Regions from separate parts of the Mus musculus genome. Here regions 2, 3 and 4 are each linked to region 1. A link is a contact called in public HiCAR-type, HiChIP or PLAC-seq and promoter capture Hi-C data. All regions are on one chromosome and are shown on one strand. Each heading gives the region's core, a stretch centred on a gene start, on an enhancer-like site or on the middle of the called end of the contact. The rest is flanking DNA. Distances are from core to core; before and after follow the strand shown.

Evidence for each region. Promoter capture Hi-C pulls out the DNA fragments that hold promoters and counts their contacts. HiCAR-type assays count read pairs that join an accessible place to other places. HiChIP or PLAC-seq counts read pairs in DNA pulled down with a chosen protein or histone mark.
Region 2: a promoter capture Hi-C map of embryonic stem cells shows a contact between it and region 1, with 2.7 times the contacts expected there. The contact joins the promoter of Nckap5 here to the promoter of Lypd1 in region 1. A contact is called at or near these places in 18 of 39 promoter capture datasets (the 3T3-L1 cell line, 3T3-L1-derived adipocytes, HPC-7-derived erythroid cells and 10 more) and 3 of 115 datasets of contacts at active chromatin or transcription factors (astrocytes, embryonic forebrain and embryonic hindbrain).
Region 3: an H3K4me3 HiChIP or PLAC-seq map of forebrain shows a contact between it and region 1, with 6 times the contacts expected there. The contact joins the enhancer-like site here to the promoter of Lypd1 in region 1. A contact is called at or near these places in 1 of 39 promoter capture datasets (hippocampal neurons), 1 of 484 Hi-C or Micro-C datasets (the G1E-ER4 cell line), 7 of 115 datasets of contacts at active chromatin or transcription factors (astrocytes, embryonic basal ganglia, embryonic forebrain and 4 more) and 2 of 9 other capture datasets (liver and pancreatic islet).
Region 4: a HiCAR-type map of astrocytes shows a contact between it and region 1, with 3 times the contacts expected there. The contact joins the enhancer-like site here to the promoter of Lypd1 in region 1. A contact is called at or near these places in 5 of 39 promoter capture datasets (the 3T3-L1 cell line, embryonic stem cells, hippocampal neurons and 2 more), 5 of 115 datasets of contacts at active chromatin or transcription factors (astrocytes, embryonic basal ganglia, embryonic forebrain and 2 more) and 1 of 9 other capture datasets (adipose tissue).

The regions. Positions count from the first base shown.
Region 1 is chr1:125,910,343-125,914,340 of GRCm38.p6, forward strand. Lypd1 (Ly6/Plaur domain containing 1) reads right to left here and starts at 1,872. Exons shown (of 3, transcript NM_145100.4): 1 at 1,497-1,872; 2 at 49-186. The coding sequence starts at 1,548. It overlaps Nckap5 (NCK-associated protein 5), which reads right to left. Exons shown (of 17, transcript NM_001081756.1): 17 at 3,294-3,998.
Region 2 is chr1:126,828,702-126,832,699 of GRCm38.p6, forward strand. Nckap5 (NCK-associated protein 5) reads right to left here and starts at 1,931. Exons shown (of 17, transcript NM_001081756.1): 1 at 1,616-1,931.
Region 3 is chr1:126,735,725-126,739,722 of GRCm38.p6, forward strand. The region is part of intron 1 of Nckap5 (NCK-associated protein 5); the gene reads right to left. Among named protein-coding and RNA genes, the nearest start is that of Nckap5, 93 kb to the right of the region's middle. Within about 2 kb of position 2,072, at least 33 of the 459 cell types and tissues checked have an H3K27ac peak or open chromatin away from gene starts, as enhancers often do. A contact at or near this core is called in embryonic basal ganglia, embryonic forebrain and forebrain, where this site is marked.
Region 4 is chr1:126,482,597-126,486,594 of GRCm38.p6, forward strand. The region is part of intron 3 of Nckap5 (NCK-associated protein 5); the gene reads right to left. Among named protein-coding and RNA genes, the nearest start is that of Nckap5, 350 kb to the right of the region's middle. Within about 2 kb of position 2,220, at least 35 of the 459 cell types and tissues checked have an H3K27ac peak or open chromatin away from gene starts, as enhancers often do. A contact at or near this core is called in astrocytes, where this site is marked.

The DNA.
Region 1 (3,998 bases), core at 622-3,121:
TCCTTTCCCAGCCTTCCAAGGGGGTCGGAGGGGGAAAGAGTATCTTACCAGCACTTTGCTCCATCACTTCTTTCTGACACATGTCTTGAACGTTCACGGTGCAATTTACGATGAACTCAGGGGATGAGCAATCGTTGTTCAGCTGGAATTCTTCACACTGGTAGCACTGAATTTGCAGCGCCAGCCCTGTGGGACAGATGCGGTGGGGTTCAGAAACACTGGTTAAGATCTGGCTTGCACAGAGCACATCCTGGCTGGCCGGTATCACCGTGTACTGCCCCAGACAACAAGGGCTTCTGGGCTCTGCATCCTGATGTTCAGGAAGGCTGGAGGTGCCTGAAGCCAGCAGGGGGCGGCGGCATCAGTTCCCAGGGTCTAGGAGGATAAAGCCCTGCCAGAGACCCTACATTTCTTCTCTAGACACAAACAGCTCCTATAACACCCCTCCGGCCTTTCCGCAAGAAGTTGCAAAGAGACCGGTGAGAGTTCAAATCCCAGATCAAAGTAGTGGGGTACAAGCTTGAGCTCCTGTCTGAGCCTAATTACTAATTGGCTACAAATTGGTTAATTACTATTTTGGCACCGTTCATAATTGCATTGGCTGACGCGTTTTCGGTTTTATTTATTTAATCTTTTAAGTCAGCGTTCATGGGCTGAGGCTCTGATGCTTCCTGGAGACCACCCTGCAACCTGGGGGGGGGGGGAGGTGCTGGATGCTAAGTATCCCTGCTCAGTCCTCCAGCTCAGGCTCCCTTCTTGTGATCAGCGACAGGGGCAGCTGCTGCTGAGGGTTGGAGAGGATGTAATGAGAGAGTGCCTGCGTTGGATGTGCGCGTCTGCTTAGGGACCACCACAATGCAGCCCTTTTAGACCTGTCTTGTGACCCCTTTTTTTGAAAAACATGGCTGTTGGAAAAAAATTCTGATAGCTTAGAGTCCGCGATCAGGAGCAGTTACTTACCATATTTTCCTGGTTGCTCTCCTCTGATCTGGGAGCTTCTCTTTGGGCCGCATGCCCCTTCCTAACACCCTACCGATCGCAGGAAGAGCACAGCTAGCTCACTCAGTCCGGAAGGGCTGCTCCCCCGCCCCCAGCAGAGGATTGTCCGGCGAGTCGCTCACCTGTCAGCGTCGCCGCTCCCTTGGGTGGCCACAAACACTGGGTAACTTGACTAGGTTGGAGGCTTGTCGCTCCTTTTCCTGTCTCGCCCAACTCAAGGACCCTCCCCAATCCCAGCTCTGTATCCCCGACTGTGTACCCCACGCAGCTGCAGCCAAGAGTCGCGCCAATCTGCCGCTCTCGGCTCTCCTGCAGCGCGGGACTTGGAGAGCGTCCCAGTCTAGCGCCTTTGGTCTCAGTTTCCAGCACCAAACTCCCGCTGGGTAGCCCCAGCGCAGCGCGGACCACAGCTGGGCGCACTGGGGCTGAGAGCAGGGACGCTTGGCGAGATAGCAGGAGCGTGTCTGGCCAGGCAGCTGGCCTCTTCATCTTCTTACCTGGAAGCCAGAACAATCCGCAAAAAGTTGCTGCGATGCCGAGAACCCACATCCTCCCGGATCGGCAGGGCCGGGAGCGGGCAAGAGCATCAGAGACCACGACCGCAGCGGAGGCTGTTCTGGCCGCGGCGACAGTAGCTGCCGAGGCTGCCGAGGCTCGCGCTGCTGCCGCCCAAGCGACGGCTGCCACCGAGAGGAGCCGCAGGTGTCGCCCGCGGCGCCCGCATCGCCCGCGCCGGGGGCTCCCAGAGGCTGGTCCCAGGCTCCTTGGATTCGCGCTCCCTGGGGCGGAGCGCAGCGCCTCCGGAGGAGTTGGCTGCTGAGGCTTGAAGAACTACTGGCGATCCGGAGCACCCAAAAAAGTCTCGCCTCTTCTGCCCCCACCCCTCCCACTCCGGGTACCACGTGACGGCTGCTGAGTTGTGGTGGGGGTGGAGGGCGGGGAAGGCTGGGACTGTCTCTCTACTGTCCCCACCCCTTTCTGCCACCCTTTTAGCCTACCTCCTCTAGTTCCTTGGAAAGGAGCGCCTGCTGGGTTCGGGAGTAGTGTTGACAGAGGTTAGGAATAAGGAGGTGACTAGGGCGCAGCAGGTGCCATCAGGACCTGTCCTATGCGAACTCGGAGACCCGAGTGCTAGGCTGCGGTACCCTTCCCTTCCAGGTGTTATGTTCCCTTTCGGTGCTAACAGTACCCTTGCAATTGGGTCTCGCCCACCCAGCCCGGCGTCTTCTATCACTCGCTGCCCCCTGGCCCTCTGGGTGACTGCCCTGGATAAAGCGAAGGGCTGTTTCTGAGCACCTGGCAAAGTTGCGGAGCAGCGAGTTCCCTGGGGTGTCCGACGCAGCCGCGCCTCTTCCTGAGAGAAACCCACCTCACTGGCCACCTGGGTCTTCCAGCAGAATGCCTGCGAGTACGATGGTGACCCTACCGCAGCTAGCTCGCTTAGCCCAACCACCATCTCCTCACCTGCTTGCATGCACCGCAGGGGGATGCATTGACTCAGCCTCGGTCTCCTAGCCCAGAAATAAAGCTACCTGGGGAGTGGACACCCGGATCTGTGCTCTCACTGAAAAGCAAATGGGTCTGACTGCTCCCCCAAGCCACCAGCTATGGGTATACACTCCTTACAGCGCTAAAGCATGGCCAATTGGCCATAGGCTGCCTCCCTCCTCCACTACTCCCCTTTCTGACAATTCTAAGTGACCCACCTTGCGTATTCCCGGGACACCACGGTGTTATTTTGCCTTCCTGGTGGAGCTTTGTGGAAGACTGTGCTGTGCACAGAGCAGGCAGTCGCAGCTCTTGGTGCCCCCGCCCACAACCCCCGCGCATTTCCACCCACCCCCACCCCTGATTTGGGATTTGGGAGATTCGGTGGAAACCCGTGGCTAAGCATCACCCCTCTCCTGTGAGGTCTCCCGAGGGGAAGTGGTCTCTCAGCTGGGATGTGATCATTTATGTCCCTACCCTGCCAGCAGAGCAGGTTTGAAAGAGGCATAAATGACTTTCTTGTAATTCCTTTGCAGAGATCGGTCCATAGCTGCCTCAGGCTCATTCTCCCCCACCCCTCCCCCTCATTTCTAGCTGGTTAACTCCTTGGGGAGACAAGGATGCTTTGCCCATTACTCGCTTGTCTGAAGTGTGGATCTTAACAATTGTTCGAATTACTATTACAGTAGCAAGAGGGTTGGCTTATTTATTCTTTCAGGGAAACCTCTCCACAGAGCAAGCGTGAGACATAATTATAATAATCACGGGACCAACCTCTCCCTGAACAAAGTTCTTTTCTGCTCTTATAGGGTGTAATTGTGATAAGACCTTTATTCCAAAATGAAATGAAACAAAAGAATTTTTTCTAAAGACAAGGAGGATACTTTACACGCAGCTTGAATTTAAGGTAATGAAATCCAAATACAACAAATTGCACAAATACAATAACACTGGTCATACAATACTCTATAAAGATACAAGTGTTCTAAGGTAACCACACAAATCCTAAACATAGCTCTAGTCTGCCTGGTCTGTAGGCTTCTGTACAGAAGGAATTATAAATAGTTCACGTCTAGAAAAAATACACATAACCTTTAAAATAGAATTTATCCTCCCATATAAACAGTCTTTAATAGAAAAAAAGGATATTAAAAAGTAAGAAAGTTTCATAGCACCAACCATTCATTTATTTTTAAGATATGGCAAAGAGTACCCAGGTTTTAATAATAATATAAAAGCAGGGAAATTTAAAAAGAAAACAGCAAACACTCAGAATTGTGAGAAATACAATGGAGAGGATAGAAGAGGTTGGGAGTGAAGCCTGCTAAGATCTGCTCCCTTCCGCATCATCTGGTGCCATCTAATCAGTGCTCACACTCTAATTCTTCAACAGAACACCCATATCATCACATCTTCCTCGAGACAATGTGGCAAGTGGACCACCCAATCGAGAGAGACCTTCAGAACAGGTGACCTCCACCCCTCTGGCTTTCCTGCCTGCCCCACGCTTC
Region 2 (3,998 bases), core at 681-3,180, 920 kb after region 1:
GCCATTCACTCTCAGGGACCTGCCAACTGAGCCGTAGATTACCTTACCATTCTATTGCCCAAGGTCTTTCTTCCCATGATTCAACACAAAGTTGCATTTGGGTCCATATGGACTTCTGTGTGTGTTTGTTGGGGGTGGAGGGTGGAATCATTGTATGGGACAGGCACAGGTCACACGAAGCCGTGTTTTCCCTCCAAGTTCTGGCACTGCCACAGGCAGGGAAAGTATCTGTGTTCACGAATGTCTCCATTCACCTCTATCATAAACAGAGCTCTATGTGTACATATAGCAAAGTCACTGCCTGCCCACAGGAAACCCAGAGTCCTTTGTTCATGAGAGGATGGACTCTCTCCACTGGGTCCATTCAATGGGTAGAGAGCTGAGTCAGGTTTTTCCCTGAAACTTCTTCTATTCAGTATTTCCTTCATTGACTTTCGCCACTCTTAATGGGTAAAACTTTGCTGTTGCAAGATCCCTTAAAATACCCCTCCTGGGGCCAACCGCTGTTTATCTTGGCAGCAGGTAGCTCCAAAAAATTTGGAAAGTCTCTACTTGGCATGGGCTCTGAGCTACTGGCACGTTAGAGATTAATAAAGCACATTTAGCAGCGCTCAGGTCTCTGCAACACAATCCCTCACCGTGAAACGTGCGAGATTCTTTGTTCACGGCGAACAAAGTCAAAGCCAGAATGAGCCAACCATGACAACCAGAGATAGGAAACAGTCAAGATCCTTGAACATCTTTCATCTGGCAACTGGTGGGTAGGAATTGATGCCCAGTGCTCAATTATACATCTGCTTGGTGTTCTCAGCTGTATGAACTGGGCAGGAGCTTGGGACCCCTGAGCTGGGAGCTGACTGAACAGCAGCGCCAAGATATCAGGGCTGTACCTGTTTCCTTGAAGCCCAAGAAAAGCTTGAACTGAAAGCCCGTGAAGGAACAACTCCAGAAGCAGAAAAAAGAATCAAGATTTACCAAGACATTTCCAAACATTTTGGCTTTTCTTTAGGAAAGCAAAATGCTTAGGTTTGTTTGGATATTAGCGAGGGAGGGAGGGAGGGAGGGAGGGAGGGAGGGAGGGAGGGAGGGAGGGAGGGAGGGAGGGGGAGAGAGAGAGAGAGAGAGAGAGAGAGAGAGAGAGAGAGAGAGAGAGAGAGAGAGAGAGAGAGAGAGAGAGAGAACCAAGTAAACTTTGCTCGATTGTACAGGTGTGGCGCTGGTACCACAGGAAGGAGACAACAGCGACAAGAAATGGGAACTAAAACTCAAACAGGCATTAGACAGCAATTACAGGTTCCGAGGAGGAAGCAATTCACTGTGAAACCCCACACACCTGGATTCTCGCAAAGCAAGCACCGGAAGAAAATAGCAGGGAGCCACACGCGCAAAGGCACCATGGTGAGTGCCAACGCAGCCTGCACGTGCTGAGCGATGCCTGGATGTATTTACACTGAGTGGCTCCTCCTCGGAGTCCTCCAGAAAAATCACGCAGACCTGCAAATCAGAAGTCCAGACCACTGCACTGCTCCTGCTGAGCACAGTAACCTTAATTCTCCACATCAAAGTCCACACGCAGTGGGACAAAAAGCGAAGCAAAGAAAAGTTCTATCCTTACCTAAAAGGCATAGCAGACAGGCCAGCTGGTTGCTCCGCCACCGTTAGCCTGCTCCGGGGTTCTGTCTCATTCCATCCAAAGTCCTAGTGCTACCCAGGAGGGCTCCTGGGGGGTTCTCGGATCTTCCTGTAGGAGTTTTTGATCACTGGCTTGCTTAACAAACACGCCTGTGTTCTGCGGGCGTTTGAATGCAGTACCACACCGGGCACCGAGCCAACACTCAGCTTCCACAGGCAACAAGAGAGAGGAAAAACTCACACCCTCCCAAGCAGGCTTCCCTCCTTGGTGTCTTTTAAGGTGGGGATCCAGGTGTCATCTCTGGTTGGAGGGTAGCGTGAGAGGTAGCTAGCTCCCTTTTCTGACTTCTCCGCTGCCTCGTGGGAGCCCCAAAGTTTGTTTTTCTATCTCACTGCCCCGAAGTTCTCCTCGTGATCGGGATCGCCCGGCTTGCCTTTCCACCAGCTGCACTTTAAATGTATTTTAATTGGCTGGAATGTCGAAAGAATCTATTTGGCAGTCGTTTACATGGGACGCACGCCCAGGGCAGCTGAAAAGAGGCCCCAGAAGCGGACGATTACTTCATCAAAAGCGGCAGTTTGAATAGCACTGACTCCTACTGAACTACAAGGAACGGAGTTCTATAGCCAAGATGGAATAATTAATAATTTGTGGAGAAAATTCTTCATTCATCTAAAAAAAGCCAAAACGAAGGGGGCGGGAATCCCTGCAGGTAGGGGAGTACTTTCTGAAAGGGGTGACTTATTACGGCCCCTGTTCTGCTCTCTACAAACATTGATTTTGTACAGCCTTACAGGAGGGACATATGCATAATTTGGTTTTCCTGAAAAGCTAAATCAAGTAATTTTCACTTTCAAAGAGCCCCTGAGATGCATAGCACTTTTCCACCCTCATTCATTAGCCAGAACCCACACTAGATATTTTCCCGAGTGAAAGACAGTTATTCAAGTTCTTTCTTTCTTGGTGACCTCTCAGCTAGATCCAGCTTCAAATAAATTCTCCGTGAATCCAAATAGATAATCATCAGCGCACAGTGTTTATAAGCCTGATTAGAATTTAAAATATTACAAGTGAAGAAGAGTCTAGGAGATCGCTTGGATGGGTCAGACCATTTGCTAGGCAAGCAATAGGACCTGGGTTCAAATCCTTAGAAGACACATAAAAAGCCGTGTGTGGTTCTGTACACCTCTAATCTCAGTAGGAGGGTAGCTGGGGCTTGCTGGCTGCCCCATGTCACGAGATGAAAGCAGAAAGAGGTACAGGAGAGCTCCCAGCTTCCTTCTCTGGCCTCTGCATATATATATGCATATATATATGGGCATGCATATACTCACACAAGTGCGAGTGTGAACTCTCTCTCACATATACATACAAAAAATGTTACTCAAAAAAATGATAGCTTAGGCAGATTATGACATTAAACAGTAGATAACAAACACTTATGCATAAATGTCTCAAAAAATAGAATAACAAAGCAAACCATAAGTCAGATAAAACAAGAGATAAATGGAAGAGCCTTCACATTTTTTCTAGACTGCTGATTTTCCAGGAGGCTGATTTATTGGTATATCTCAAGTGGGCTTACAGATTAAAAAATCCCAGGCTTTCTGGGTTGCCCTAATGACCTCCCTCCTTCAGAGCACCTGCCTTTAGTGGGGTACCTAGAACGAGGCAAGCACCCCAAGTATTCTTCTCCAATGGAAAATGTGAGCCAGGAAACACTGACACATACATTCATTACTCTGCCTTTCCTTCATGTTAATAAAACTGTCTGTGGTTCTCAACAAGACGGAACATGAGGAAGGGTGATGTATGTGTGCATCGTTCAGGACGATTTGTTGAACTGCTCAGAGGCAAAACCCAGCACACGGGGAAGTTAAAGAGAAGGCTGAAAGAGAGGACTGGGCCAGCCTCATGGATATGCAATCTTCATAGCCCTGTAGAGCCCTGTTCCCTGCAAGGGCTTGTGTGTGTGTTAATGTGCTCTCTTTTAACATCATTCTTATATCACATTTATTTGTTCATATTGTGTGTACACGTAGAGGTCGGAAGACAACTTGAGGATGCCAGTTCCCTCCTCCCACTGTGTGGGTCCCAGGATCAGATTCATCAGGCTCGGCAAGGGCTTTTACCTGATGACCCGTCTCCCAGGCTCTTCTCCTGTCATTCTTGTCTCCTTAACTGAACAAGGGGCCCTGTGATTTCACTTTGCTTTGGGACTGGAAGACAGGCAGCAACACCTGAGAGAAACAGTAGCCATCTATGAGGTTAAACACAGGATTGCTATTTTAAAACATAGGGAAGAGCCAACAACATCGTGCATGACAAGTGCTTACCATACCTTTGCCTTACTCAATGCATTGCT
Region 3 (3,998 bases), core at 822-3,321, 830 kb after region 1:
GAAGGGAAAGAATGGATGGGTTAAGAGGAGTCAACAAGTGACTCCAAAGGAAGTTTAAGACTTAGAGGTTGGTCAGGAATAGTATGAGACTCGGGAATCAATATAGATATTCCAGCATGCTCTGAGCAAAACAGTCTGGACTTTTTCAACTGCTACGGCTGCCCTTCTTGCCTTTGGGCCAGCCACTAAAATAATCCCAGGGCTTCCCTCAGTTCATTAGCTAAACGATAAGGAGCAGAGGCGTTAAAGACATGCAACCAGAGCCAAAACCAAAACAGGACTGTTCTCTTTGCTGGGCCACCTTTATCTGTACACCTGCGCAGAGCCCCGTTCCTCCAAGAAGGCACGGGTACCGTACACCTGTGGATCTTGTTTCTGTTCTAATTGTCAAGAACTTGAAAAGTGACATGCTAGTATGCATGCCAGACTAAGTGTGGGATTCAGATTCTAGTACATTCTCCAGCAGAGCTCTGTTGGAGGCCTTTGGGCAAGTGATTTCTTATGCCACAGTTTTCTTCTGGAGCTGAATGTAGTTTGGTTGGTAGAGTAGTTGCCTAGCATTCAGGAAGCTCTGGTTCAATCTCCTGTACCTCATAAGTCTAGCCTGATGGTACATGTCTACAATTTGAGGGTGGAGGGGGTGAAGGTAGAAGGATCAGAAATTCAAGGCCAGCCTTGGCTACATGTGGTGTTCAAGGCTATATGAAACCTAGCCTCATTAAGGGGAGAAGATCAGGTATTGAACAATGTTTAGTAGCAGATTCTTTGATGTAAACACAGTTCTACAAAGAATACAGGGTCATAATACATACAAGCTGAGCATGGTCTGATGGAGAACCTGGGAGCTGCTAAGAAGGCAGGAGGTGGGTAGGATTCCATAGAAAACAGCCAAAGATTGCTAAGACCTTTCCCTATTGACTGCCCAGAGGAAAGACATGAAGGCTGTCACTTCACAGGCTCCTGGGGGTGCTGACAGAGCACCTGAATTCAGGAGAAAGTCAGTCTCACAGAATGAGTCATGGGGTTCTCCTGCAGGAGCTAACAAGCCAAGAGCCACTTCTTGCCAGTCAGTCCTGAGCTGTCAGGGGCGGAGGGTGGAGGGCATCAGTCAGCTGAGATTTGCTAGGAGCAAGAGTCTGAGCTGCAAGTACAGAGCAGGAAACCCCTGCGAGGCAAGTTCACAGGACACCTAAGCAGAACTTCCAGGCGAGATTGGTTACTGAGCTGTGTGCCCCTTGCAGGCTGAGTTAGGAGGGAAACCCTGCCTGGATTGGCAGCATCCTATACACTCTCTCTGCTGAAACCCCAGAGAATGTCTGAAAAGTTTAAAGAGCTTTGAGGAGAAAGAAAGATGAGGCAAAGATACTGCCACGGACAGTGGTGTCCAAGTTATACTTTGACAGTGGGACATGAACTGGGCATGCTCACTCAGTGAGTCCATCAGAGCACCCACCGTTTCTCCATGGAACACTAGGGGAAGGGGCCAGGATAGCCAGAAATGAGTTCCAGAGTAGTTTCCAGTACTGAGGTGGTGGAAAATGAATGAAGTGGGGGGGAAGGGGAACAAGGAGAAACAGAAGAGAAAGGGAGAAAAAAGAAGGCAGGGAAAAAAAAGAAGAGGAAAGAAAAGTTGCCAGAGGAGAGAGAGAGAGAGAGAGAGAGAGAGGAGACTATTACTAAGGGGAAGTTACAGTTGCATGGGATGAACTGAAAACCAGCATGCTCACATTAAAATCTATAACCCACAAAAAGAGTCCTAGAGGAAGCAGGTGTCTCTCTCCAAGAACACACTTACATTCAGTTTTTTAAAGTCTTAGAATTTCCTTCCAACCTTCCAAGGTCGACCTAACTATTTTGCTGGCATTTGTTTTAAAACAGAAAACAGCAAACCGCCCACTACCCACCCACTGCAAAAGCGGAGGATTAGTTTAGGAGCAGGGGTAGTTTAGGAGCAGGGGTACCGGCTTCTGAATTCCCAGTCCTGTTAGCAGCTAGCTTCCTTCCCCACCAAACCCTGAGTTGAGAGGGCTATAATTACTCTGAACAAATGCATACTTGTGGCTTCAAGAGAGCCTGCAGTAATACATAAACAGCATCTCCTTTTAAACGGAAAGCAAGCGAGAAACATCAGAGGGAAAGGGTTACAAGATCTTTGCTTTGTTTGTTTTGTTTTGTTTTGCTTGTTTGTTTTTGTTAAATCCCAGGAGTCTTACTTGGAGTGAGTTCTTTCCTTTGGTGAATGGAAATCACAAGGTCCCGGAGCCAGGAACTGCAAAGCTCCCACAGTTTCTCTCCAGCGCTGTGCTCCTGCCGATCCTGGTTACTTGCGAAGCATTCAAAAACACACTTGGAAGAAGGAGTCTGGGTTTTCTTGAAGATCTGCCACACGGAGCCAGCGGTCCAGCCTGGGATCCAGGGCGAGTTTGCAGAGACCTGGAAGCCGCGGGCTGCGGCTCTGTGGTTGCTGCGAGCTTGTAAATACAGGCGCTGTGGACAAAGTCCCAGATGACATCACTGGGAGCTGCTTACTGTTGAGTCTTTATTAACTGACTGTCAAAAAGAAAGGAGGGGGTGGGGAGGCAAAAGGATCTCTTCTGCAATGAATCTGTCGTCTGGGAACGGATTCCAGTGATGCGTGCATGGAGTGACCCCCATGGAGTCAAGTTGGCCCAGCGTGGCTTTTCTCTGCTCTGAAAAAGTGAGAGGATCCTCTCTCCAGCGGATGACACTGAATAGGCTGCAGAAACAGGCGCTTGGGGACAGTTTGAGGCACTAGGCAAGGCGGCCACCTGCTCCACCTCTGCGGCCGCTGGTTGATTCACAAGTACGCGGGGATTAGCCACATCTAGAGTTTCTTTGCAACTCTTACCTTGAGCTCCGTACCTGGTTTCAGGCAGAGTGTCTTGATTTGCAACTTTCTATGATAAACTCTGAGACGAAAGTTTCCCAACTTGGAATTTTAAAAGGAAGGGCCCTCAGAAATCTGAAGGCAAAATTCTGTATGCGTTTGCAAAAACAAAACAAAAACAAAAACAAAACCCCCAAAAACGCAATTTGTTTTTGTTTCCTGGGCAGAATGCTGGAAGGGTTTCTGTGATTATCGATCTTGTAATGGGAAGTGAATGCGTATTTTCACTATCATAAATAAAATACAGTTTTAAAAGCTAAATATAACACAATTAAAGCTCAACATTTAAATGAAATTTAAAAGTAATATAAAGAAAATAAAGTTTAAAGGTCAAATAAAACAAAAAGTAAAGTGGGTCAGCAAGGTAGCTCAGCACGGGAGGAAGGGCACTTGCCCCTCAAGCCTGGCGACTTCTGACTCTACAAAATTGTCCTCTGAGGGTGGTGACATGTTCACTCCTGCACGTGAGTGCATGCACACATGTGCCTGCATGCAAGCACACTCACACACACACACACACACACACACACACAACTTTATGCAGTAAGATAGAAATAAAATGAAGTTGAATAGTGGTCACATGTCACAACAAACCTGTAAATTCCACTCCCTTTCAACCATCAAAATAAAAGTGAGGCTTCCCTGCCCTGTGTTTCCCCCTCCCGTCTACCTCTTCCCTCAGCTGGTTCTTAGGACTTTTGTAGTTGCTTTATGCCACCCCCAGCCTCCACCTAGAGATAGAGTCCCTTCCATGAAGCCTGAGTGCCCAGCCTCCCTCCCTCCCTCCCTTGGCCTGTTGCAATGAGGCTTGCTATTTATATGTATTGGATGCTTTTAATACACTGACTTGTATTTTTAGGGTTTTTTTTTCCATCTGCATGCGTGTCTCCCCAGCCCACTTTGAAAGTCATTAAGAGCAGCAGTTGTCTGGTAAGTGCTGTTTATTTGTTTATGTCCGGGTCACGGCTATAGGGAATCCTGGACAGAATGCAGAGGGGAGGTCCCTAAGGGTGGAGACAGGAAGGAGGGCAGCAGATCCCTGGGGCTGGGGGTCTATGTTTAGACTGAGCAGTCTCCCTGCCTTGGAAAA
Region 4 (3,998 bases), core at 970-3,469, 570 kb after region 1:
ATTTGAACTTCGTGGGCCTTTGTTTCTCAGTGTCTAAAATGGGAGAACAAGGCCAAAGATCCTAATGAGCCACTGCTGCTTGACATGTCTTCTGGTCACAGTTGGGAGATCCACAGGTTCATAGCAATGATCTTTAGCCCCCATTTAGCTTAACTGCACACTGAACAGAGATTCTTCTTTACTTCCAATCAGTTGGTCACCAGAGCCAGCCCTGACCCTCAGCATTTGCTATCTGTTCCTTCTTCATATCCAGCTCACAGTTTCTCTGGCCTGCAAGACACAGTCCTCCCCTCAATGCTAAGTCTGAGGTTGGCAGTGGTCCTTGAGTGCATGGTCTCCCTCCTCCCCCCTCTCTTTCTCCTTCCCTTTTCCCTCCATCATCTTACCTCACCTCCTTAGACGCTTATCTGCTCTTTTCCTCTCTGCTCTTTCCCTCTCCTCCCCTCCCTTTCCCCCCCTCCTTTTCCTCCCGCTCTTTCCCTCTTGCCGCTCACCCCTCTTCTTGCCACCCTCCCCTCCTGCTCTCTCTCATCTTGAACTCTCTACTCCACATCATAATCTGTTTCCCTTTTTCCTCTCTCCTTGTCTTTCTCCCTCTCCCCCTCTTTTTCTTTCCATCCTTCCTTCCCCTTTCTCTTTCTTCTCTCTCTCTCTCCCCTCTTCCCCACCCCCCCCCCATTTTTTCCTCTCCTTTCCTTCCTCCTCTCCTTGGAATGCATTTGTCACAAGACTGTCATTCAGCTTTCAAGGGCTCACCTCAACTAATCCACATTCACATATTATCCTCCACGTTCCTATATTATCCTCTATGATTTATTCTCATTCATTAAAATAATGTGTCAGAATGCTTCCTCCCTTCTCCTGCACCCCACATGCCTATATCCTAATCCCCTGCAACTATGAGTTTGCAATCTCACATACCAAGAAAGACTTGAAAAACATAATGAAGAATCTCAAGAGAGAGCTTCTTATGGGTTACCTGGGTTGGCTTGATGTCATCATCAGGGTCTTTAGAGGGGACTCAGATGAGTCCCAGCCACTGAAGCTGTTCAGACAGAGGCATAGGTCAGAGGGACATTATTGCTGGAAGAGCCACACAACAAGGCACTGGCGCAGTCTATTAACTGTAGGAAAATCTCCTGTGTCCCTGAAGCTCTCAGAAAGAATGTGGCCCTGCCCACAACTTTATGCTTGACCTTCTGATTTCTAGAAGTGAGATAATGCTGATGTGTTGCTCAGAGGCACAGAGTTTGTAACCAATTGCTAGGACCTGCACTGGAAGCCCGCATGTCCTCACAGAGAGCTCTGAACACTCCCCTCCCCCATGCAGCCTCCATCCCAGCCTTGCTTCCTCCATCTCTCTCCAGTCTACCCTAGCAAATCTTTAGGGAGGATTCACTCACTTACTCGCTCTACAGTCAGTTAACAATCAGGACCAGCTGGACACTGTCTCCATGGGCTCAGCCCTATAGGCGACATCTACTTTACACTTCCCTCCAAACATTTCGAAGGAGGGTAAGAAAGGTTGTGAGAGACAGCACTTGGGAAGGACTGGGAAACAGTGTCTTCTGCAAATGATAGCACATTGCACATGCAGACTCACATAGGCTGTTGTTGGCCTACACAAGAACTGTACAAGATTCCCCATACATGCTGGTGCAGTGGAACATGGAAGAGCTCATAAGACCCCACTCCTAGGTCAGTTGATAGTGACAGCTGAGGGCTACTGGGAAAGGGAAGGGAAGGGAAGCAATAATTCAGTTTTCTTCCAGATGTAGCTCCTGGTAGGTCAACCATATTCCAGTGGATGGCCCAAGACTCAGGTGCATACCACCCACATTAATTAGACTTAATAGACTTTAAAAAAAAAAAGGCAGTATGTTGGTAGAGAAGTACAGGGCATGGGTCTTGTTGAAAGGAGGGACTATATATAAATGTGTGTGTGTGTGTATAAAAAAATCAAAACTACATACATAATTCTCTGTGTGTTTACAATATATATTACACACACATGCAGAGAGAGAGAGAGAGAGAGAGAGAGAATATCTAACCATCTAAGCATTGAGCAGCACTTCAAGGGAGGGAATGAAAGCAGAGAAATATCTCATGAAAACACAAGAGGCAGTCACGCAGAGACAGCTGCCAGGGCCTGAGCATAGCAGGGCCTTGACCTAGGACAGAAGCAGCTGGCCAAAAGCCCAGAAGCAGGCAGGAACAGGCAAGGCAGGGTAGCCACATCACAGTGACCACTAGATGGGTCTCTGGATGGCTGAACCCTGTGCTTTACTTATCCCTGGCACCCACCATGCCAACAGCCTGGGCACAGACACCACTTCAGGCATGTGAGAAACTGTGCCAGGCACGCCTGCCGAAACATGAAGGGGCAGCTGAGGACGAGGCCACAGGCTCCTTGGGCACCAAGGACAGCTGGCTCTGCTGGGCACTTCGTCAGTGGAAAAGCACTGACTTGGAAACACATCGTCTCACATGGACTTTTAGAAGCCTGACGGCAAGCATCTGCTCCTAGCCCCCTCAAACAGGGGGACGGAAAACTGACACATGTATGTGGTCTCTAACACTGTTTTGTGTATTTGTGTGTACACGTGAGAGCAAGGACAAGTGTTTATATGTGGAAGTCAGAGGTCAACTTCAGGTGTGATACATACTGATATATACATACATACACACATACATACATACATGCATGCATGCATACATATACACATTAATACATACATATATTCATACATATATATACATACATATATATGTGTGTGTGTGCGCGTGTGTGTGTGTGTGTATACACACACACACACACATACATACATACATACATACATAAGGAAATAGGAAGAGTCGGAGGACAGAGCTATATGTGTGTGTATACAAGTGTGAGTGAGTGAGCACACACCTATATATGCATATTTAGACAGGGCGTCTCTGTCAGATAGCTTAATCAACTGCCCTCCACCATGTTTGTTTGTTTGTTTGTTTGTTTGTTTGTTTTCTGAGATGGTGTCTTTCAGTCAGTGAGCCTGAAGCTAAAGCACATTTTTTAGGCTAGAATGAATGGCCAGTCAGCAAGAGGCCTCTGCCTCTCTCCCCCACAGCCCCATGGTTACAGGAATGTGCTACTTTACCTGGGCACTGAGTATCTGAACTTATGTCGGCAGGTTTGCCCACCGAGCCATCTCCCCAGCTCTGAAAGCTGTGTGCTTAACTTACCCTTTTCAGAGGCCATTGCTTTTTCATACAATAAAGACCAGGCATGCTACACATGTGTATTTTGGTTGCATAAACAATAAACTGCACTTTCTGTGTTTGAATGGTTTTCTCATATCCAGATTAAAGGATCAGCAAGCCGCATGATGTCTAACCATAATCCAGTACAACGTTTTATTTAGGAAGAAGATATTTCATGGGCCCTGGGGTTGGAGAGTTGGCTCAGTGTGGGAAACTACTGGTGTGCAAGTACCATGGGACCTGAGTGTGAATCCCCACCCTGTATGTACAAAGCCAGGTGTGAGTACTTTCACTGCTGGGATCCCAGTGCTGTGCAGGGTAGAGACAGGAGGATTACTCCTAGGGTTTGCCAGCCAACAGCCTATCCCCAGATTCAGTAAGACGGTTGGAATGGGATGGAGCAGACCACCTGATGTCCTCCTCTGCTCTCAGACACACACACGGACATGTATGCCCACCGCTTTCATCTGTGCGAATGTGACCATGCCAGTGAGCAGCATAGGAAGGAGAGATGGTGCACTTCCATTTTCAGGGACCTCTTTCTGTCACCACCAAGCAGTCACCACAGCAAGGACACTGGCAAGCCACATGCCTGCCCCTCGCCCTCATTCCTACTGAAGCTGGGCCACCTCTGCAGCTCAGGAACTGTCAGACCACAGGGGTTTTGCAGGGAACATTTCTCCTGGGAGTCGTCTCCTTTGGCCTTTAGTGACATGTTTCTTCTGCCCTGCCACCAATTTAGGCGAAAAATGAAA